Regions from separate parts of the Zea mays genome. Here region 2 is linked to region 1. A link is a contact called in public Hi-C data. All regions are on one chromosome and are shown on one strand. Each heading gives the region's core, a stretch centred on a gene start, on an enhancer-like site or on the middle of the called end of the contact. The rest is flanking DNA. Distances are from core to core; before and after follow the strand shown.

What was found. Hi-C and Micro-C count contacts between places; a contact is called where the count stands out from the background.
Region 2: a contact with region 1 is called in a Hi-C map of bundle sheath, with 4 times the contacts expected there. The contact joins the promoter of LOC100383186 here to the promoter of LOC118476738 in region 1. A contact is called at or near these places in 5 of 25 Hi-C or Micro-C datasets (bundle sheath, ear, leaf and 2 more).

What each region holds. Positions count from the first base shown.
Region 1 is chr3:203,064,833-203,068,474 of Zm-B73-REFERENCE-NAM-5.0, forward strand. LOC118476738 reads right to left here and starts at 1,808. Exons shown (of 2, transcript XM_035966411.1): 1 at 1,360-1,808; 2 at 838-1,258. The coding sequence starts at 1,432. The coding sequence ends at 939. It overlaps LOC103651208 (probable alpha,alpha-trehalose-phosphate synthase [UDP-forming] 7), which reads right to left. Exons shown (of 3, transcript NM_001301547.1): 3 at 3,041-3,640. The coding sequence ends at 3,263. LOC100283972 reads left to right here. Exons shown (of 1, transcript XM_034059761.2): 1 at 1-522. The coding sequence ends at 387.
Region 2 is chr3:203,213,255-203,216,896 of Zm-B73-REFERENCE-NAM-5.0, forward strand. It overlaps LOC100383186, which reads left to right and starts at 1,964. Exons shown (of 1, transcript NM_001175849.1): 1 at 1,964-3,489. The coding sequence starts at 2,031. The coding sequence ends at 3,047.

The DNA.
Region 1 (3,642 bases), core at 558-3,057:
GACGGCGTCCGCAAGTCCGTCTCCGTCCGCTACGCCGCGCGCCCGGCCGACACGCTCGCCACCGTCTCCGACGTCGTCTTTGCGGGGCTCGCCTCCTCCGACCAGATCCGCAACGAGAACGGCCTCACCTCCGCCGACCCCGACGCGCCGCTGGACGCCGGCCAGAAGCTCGCCATTCCGCTGCCATGCGTCTGCTTCAACTCATCCGACAACAACCTCCCCGCGGTGTACCTCTCCTACGTCGTGCAGGTCGGGGACACCGTGCCCGCCATCGCTGCAAGCTACGAGACCACCGTCACGGATGTCATGAATGTCAATGCCATGGGGAGTCCCGTCGCCGCGCCAGGCGACATTCTCGCCATCCCATTGCCAGGTAGGAGTACATGATATGCCCAGACGGATTCATGTATGGTGAAATAGGCAACTCCATCGTCTTATATAATGGCATTTTCAGCAGACGTATATAATGGCATTTTCAGCTTTCGCGAGAATTATAATGGCACTGATATAGTTTCACGAATAGTTATGGTGTGCAGCGTGCTTCAAAAACAACAAAACTATAATGGCGTGTACTAACCCATATTTCAGCTATACTATAGTTTACTAGGCGCCAACAGTATGCACTCGATGTTGGAAGCGCATGCAGTGGTTCAAAAACGAGCATGCTAATGTGGGTCTCAAGTTACTAATTGTTGATTTGAGGCATGAATAGTGTGTTAGATGCTTGCCTCACTATCTTTAATGGAGTCATGTACTTGTAGCCCATATTTATCTATTATGTCGATTATTTTGCTGTAGATGAAAACCTGTTCAAGAGTCCATCTCAGATGGTTGTAATTAAAAGCAATCCAAAAAAGTAGGTCGTAATTAGACATTGTCCTTGAACATTGCAAATAGCTAAGGTTAAAAAATCCACATTTCATATCTATACTACTCTATTAAGATAGTAGCGTCAGCGTCCACACCCGTCCACACCCTGGTTGCCCCCGCCTGACCCCGCACCCTCCCACGCGCGCGCATGAAAGCAGCTCGCTAGCCCCCGTCGTGCCCCTCCCCCACGACCGAGGCACCGTCCCCCGCCGCCCCCGCCCCGGATCTCGCCCCCGCCGCGGATCCCGCGCTGGCTCTATGCGGGAGTGCTGCCGAGCTCTGTGCAGGAGTGCTGCGGCGCCTTCCTCCGGCTGTACGCCACCGAAGCGCCCACCGCCGCAGCCCACACGCCTCCTGGGCGTGCGCGCGCACATAGACAGGCAGACAGCTAGCGGTTTCAGTTTCAGCAGAAGATCATCGTCTTCAAGAACGGAAACGGAACACTAAGCAGCAGTGGTGGATCCGCAACAAAGGCTGAGACTGACTCACCGATGGCTGCGAGCTCGTGGTCCTTCACCCAGGACTGCACCGACGAGCTTATCCGCTCCACCGTTGACTCCATCGACTCGGACGGAGGATCTCGGTTCCCTCCCTGCCTGTCTCTGATGCGGGGGGATCTGGGATGCGACTCCTGCTTTTGTTGGACGATTGAAGTTCTTGGAAGGGGCGGGGAAGGGTGGGATTGGATTGGATTGAATTGAACTGATGAGTCTGAGTGCAAGGCCCTGTCTCGACTAACTTATAGCTGAACGGGCGAGTGGAACCAGTGGCTGCCCTGCCCACTGGAAGCCTGGGAACGGGGAGGGAGGGGAACCAAATGGGAGGCCCCCGCCTTCTGTTTCTGTCTGTTTTGTCTTCGTTCCTGGTGGCTCGGCTTCTGGTTTTCCAGGCCGCTTGTGGCTTCAGGCAGGGCAGGCTGCTCTGCCAGTTTCAGCTCAACGGATATTTCGTCTTCATTATTAAAAGAAAACGAAAACTCAACTAACATTCCTGCCAGCTAGCGACTCTTTTTTTTTCTTCCCCACTCTGACACGACTTATTACCAACATATAATACAATAGCATTATAGATATCATTATATTTGACCGATATCTTCCCGGCCAGGAGGGGACCAAGATAAACTTGGTGAGTGAGCGAGCGAAACAGATTTCCTGCTGATTCTTGATTTCTTGGAGGCCGGGGATTCTTCAAATCTCCAAAGATTGGGATGCGTCGTGCTTTCACGGTAAGCATCTCGTTTGGGGTATCTGCATCCGGGCTGCTCTAGCACATATGATACCTCGCCTTGAAATAAAGGTTTATTTATCTGAAACTTCTCTCCCTTCAGTTACTTCGTTATATTGATTCGAATTAGCCACCGGAAGGCAGTTTTTTTGGTATTATATATATATTTAAAAAAACCGTTTGAATCTTTGGTGGGACTATTACCGCATTTGGATCATGTGGTAATCTATAGCGCCGATCGATGCAAGTGCCATCGAATCTGCACATATGCTTAGTACTTCACATTTCTTCAGCTACTAATCATAGGAATCATGTAAGATACTGGGTTGTGATGGTTCAATGCTGCTTGATGGCACCCCACCCTTCACAGGGGAGAAGAATGCTCCATCCAAACTATTCCTTGCGCAGGGTTTGATGTGACCAACAGCGTCAATGTACAACTTGAACAGATCTGCCTACAGATGTAGTGTCATGCGCTGACATCCTCACTTGTGGCAGCACATGAATCTGTTGTAGCAACAAGACAAGACAAAAAAAACTCGAACATTAGAGGTAGCAAATTGACGGAAGAAGTGCCTATGTAGCAAAATTACGAGAACCTCTTTATGTTTAAGAGATTATGATATTTATAATACTGGACCTAAACAAACCTAAGGAAGTACTAAATTATCGTGTTATTATTCGGTTCCGTTGCAACGCACGGGCACTCACCTAGTAATTAAAATATAACCCAAACACAGAGGAGCCAAAATCTGGTTTTGAAGCAACTAATCAATTTAAACCTCACCCTTGAGATTGCTACTACCTACTACTGATAGTTCAAAAAGTGACACCACTTTGTAATGTCATGTTAATAAGGGATCATATCAGAAGCTGCGCACGGGCTCCTTTAGCATTTGCCACTCCTATAACTTTCCCCAATTACTTCAGCCACACAGTTCCCTTTCCTTCTGTCAGGCTTTCATTTTACTTCAACCAGGAATGAGAAAGTCAAAGAATATGCCAAGTCGGCGAGTCAGCTATGAACATATGGATCTACGCCTTGCAGCGACAGACTACTATCTTGCCCAACTGGATAAACTTGGAGTGCAGCAGATTGAGAAGCTTCCCCTCTGTAGAATTGACTATTGAAATAATCATTATATTCTGAAATTCAAGAGAAAACTGGCTAAGACCCTCCAATTGGTGTATCGCTGGATTCTGATTGTTCGTCACCAATATCAAGTGATGAGATAGATGCCGCCAATTCATCAGCCGAATCAGATTTCAGTTCAGCTCCAGTGGCATCTGCAAGTGCGCTCAGCATAGCGACCACTTCAAATGTATCGTCCAGGTAGAATTTGGCTTTGCTTGGTTTTTGTCCCACAGTGCATGCAAACAGCGATGTTCTTGGAGCAACCATATTCCTCTTAATGATATCGGCAATATTTTCAAACATGTCCTCATCAGACCTATCATCGCCGATGCACAATACGAAATCAGCCTGCTTTCCCCTCTCCTTCACTGATGCAAGTATCCTCTCGGCAACTATTCCCTTGCTTACTCCCT
Region 2 (3,642 bases), core at 714-3,213, 150 kb after region 1:
AACCTACTATATATCATTTCACATCCTCGGATTCAAAATTTCAAACATGGTACTAGTGTGCCGTAAACGAAAACCGGACGGGAAGGAGCCCCACCCCCAATCTACTCTACTCCGATTCGAATTCTTGAGGCACGCTGCATTGCATGGCTAAAAGTGAGCCTACAGCTTTGCTACGGCAGGAAAAAAAAGGACAACAAAAAGGGAGACGGCGATTTTTTGAACGGAGACGACCGAGCACATGCACATGGACGAGAGTACGAGACCGCCGATGATGAATCGACTGCCCTGGCGGCATGTGTCTGATGAATGGATGAATTAAAGACGTTGCTATCAGAAGAGCTTGCCTTTTGGGATGCATGGAGCCATGGACCAGCTGACTGACCTGCACTGCATTGCATGCCCGGGTGCCACAGAACAGAGCCGTGTCATGTGTAAGCGCTGCGCTGGGCATGTAGCTTGAACCAAAGGTGTACTAGACCTCGCCTCGTCCGACCGACGCCAAGCAGACCACGCGTACTGGAAAGCGGAAACCTCTGTAGTAGGCTTGTAGCATTGTGAGACAGTAATGCGACCTCCGCAACACAAGCATTAGTTGTGAATACTTCATTCACAGAAACAGCGTGCCGCGCGCATCAGAAGCTTTTAGAAGCACGCAGGCGGACCTCGATCAGTCTTTTTTACTGCTTACCGTCCCCAGAAGTTTGTCGCATCGCCGCATCTGCTCAGGACCATCGGTTTTTTTTTTTACTTTTTACTCCTTTACTATTACCATGGACCGCCGTCGTGTCGCCGGTCAGAAAACTGGAAAAGGCGCCGGGTGGCAGGACGCCCGGACGCCGTTCGATTCAAACAATGAAGCCGCGAGGCCAGGCGGTGCTCGCTTCGGCTTCGCTGCTGCGCACCAGCAGAGGCGGCGCAGCGAGAAATAACGGGAACAGTAGCCGGGAGCAGACATGTCCGAATTTCCCAATCTGCGCTGCGCGTGTCTGCCACTGCCACTCGCGCGCTGCTTCTGCACTTCTGTGCGACTGTCTGTCGGTGGGTGGCGCGAGCTCCTCCGCCTCCGGGATGAGAAGAAGAAACGCATGGCGCGTGGCGGTGTTTTTGTGTGTGCATGCATGGTCCATGGGCCATGGGGTGTGTGTGTGTGTGAGGTTGCTCGTTGGAGGTGCTTTGTGTGTCTGTCGTTGTGTGCCAGTGCCACGACCAGCAATTGGAGGAGCGTGCACGCAAAGATGGCCCTAGCGAAATCCATGCGCGCAGGCCGCAGGCGCACGCACGCACGCACGCACGCAAAGGTCTGTCGGGCGGGTCACACCGGATCTTAAGCAGTTGAACTAGTGCCAGCCATGCACAGCCAATCTCCTGATCTGATATTAGGTGGGACGATGTCCAAGATCTTGGTAAGCACAGAATCCGCCCGCACACTCGCTCGGGCCCATGTTCCGGCAGGCACTGCACATACTCCTGCAAGGCTGCAGTGCGGTACGACCGGCACTTGTTCTTTAATCTGCATGGCCCCCCTATTAGAAAAAAAGAAGAAGAAAAAACAGCGAGAGATAGTAGCAGCACGCTGTTACACTTGTACTCCTTTCCTGCCCAGAGGGCTTCAAAATCACTGGCATCAATCACGGAAATCAATCAGCCATAGCCCAGGAGCACGCATGCACGAGAAAGAAGCGCCGAGAAAGAAAAAAAGTGAAACAGGCACTTTCGCCCCTACTTCTTGTGGCGTGGCAGAAAGCTCTCACCACTTCACAGTTCAAAACTCAAGTTGCGTTGCAAATCTCTTTCTTTCGTTTTGTTCTACGGAAAGTTGCAAATCTCCGATAGCACCCAGACGGCTCACGGCCACACCAACCACCTCACATTCCCCATGAGCCTTGAGCCCGCCAAAAACCTCCCACTTTAAAATCCCAGCCCCTCTCAAACACTGCCCTGCAGCCTCCAAGGTGAAGAGCCAGCCAAAGCGCCCAAGCTACGAAACGCCAACTCGTCAAGAACCCCAGTTGTTGCCCGGCCGCGCAGCCATGAGGTGGGGACTTAGAAGCAGCTGTAAGCAACGGCACAAGGAATCCCTGCAACCACTGGAGCAAGAGAGCAAGGGGAAGAGCAAGGCCAGCTTCTCGTCCTTCTTGCCCCTGGCATGGCTTGCCAAGCTCACGGCCAGGAACGGCGTGCCCGCTACCAAGGTCGTGCATGCGACGTCGTCCGCGGCGAAGAACACGGCTCAGGCCGCCACCGCATTCCCGTCCTGCTTCCACAAGCCCGCCAGCCCCAGCACCGCGTCGGCGTCGCGAAGCAGCCTGAGCCTGGCCTCTTCGTCATCATCCGCCGCCGACGCAGAGGCAGCCGGCATTGTCCCTTGCCGTCGCGACGACGCTACCGGCGGGGACACGGTGGCAGGCATCGCCCCGCGCCGCCGCTCGGTGGGCAACGATGACGCCAGGACCGAGGCCGCGACCGCGACCGCGCGGCAGCTGTACCACAGTCGTCGCCACTACTCGGTCGGTGGCGACCGCGACCTTCCTCACCTCGGCCACCTCGTCTCCCTCTCCCCGAACCCGAAGGCGGCGCCGCCGACACCGGCGCCGGTGCGGACGCTGACGCCGACGCTGCCCCCACTGCCTTCCGATTCCGACACGGACGAGGAGAAGCGGACGACGGCACGGAACCGCCGGCGCCGGCGCCGGCGCGCCGTCAGCGGGCGGCGGTCGTTCTCCTCGGCGAAGGCCACGGTGCGTGTGCGCTCGCCTAGGCCGCCTGCCGCGGCGGTGTCGGAGCTGGAGCGGTTCGCGGTGGTGCGGCGGACGCGGGACCCGCATCGCGCGTTCCGGGCGTCCATGGTGGAGATGATCGCGAGCAAGCGCATGGTGGGGCGTCCCGACGAGCTGGAGACGCTGCTGGCGTGCTACCTGTCGCTCAACGCCGACGAGCACCACGACTGCATCGTCAAGGTCTTCCGGCAGGTCTGGTTCGAGCTCAACAACGCCTCCCGTGCCACTGCCACCGCCCCGCCGCAGCGCACTGCGCACCTGAGCGGCTGAGCCTGCTGGCTGCTGCCGTGCTACCAGACCACCAACCGGCTCGGAATCCGCACCGCACCCCTGCGGGCGTCGGCATCCATCATGGCGTGTCCGGAGCCGACGTGGACGCTGATTTCCACGCGTTATTTTTCTGGGCCTACGTGCCGACGTGGCCTTTTCACGCGTGGCCGCGGAAAAGCTGTGGCCTGTTGCTGTGAGGGCGTACCCGCCCTCGCTTTTGAGGTGCTCTGTTGTTTGCGGGCGTGCGCGCACTGCAGTATTGCGTGCTTCTTGAGTCTTGAGTATTGTGTGTTTGTCAGCCCAGCTTCAGGTAGTGAAATGCATGAAAGGGACAAAAATAACGCTACTCGTTTCATGCACTTGGAACCGTATGCTCCAGTCCTGTAATTTGGCGGCATGTATCGCATGCAAAAGATTCCAAGATCTCCAGTTTCTAGAGTTCAAATAGCTGCCGACTTCCGGCTTTTGTTTGAAAGTGTGAACAGTTGATGTGGCCAGAGGCACCAGGCCTCACAGTTTTCCAGGTTCTTTTTTCTCCTTTCACTGTTTTCGTTTTTGTTCGTTTGTTGTTTTATATTGTGGACGTAAGGAAGGA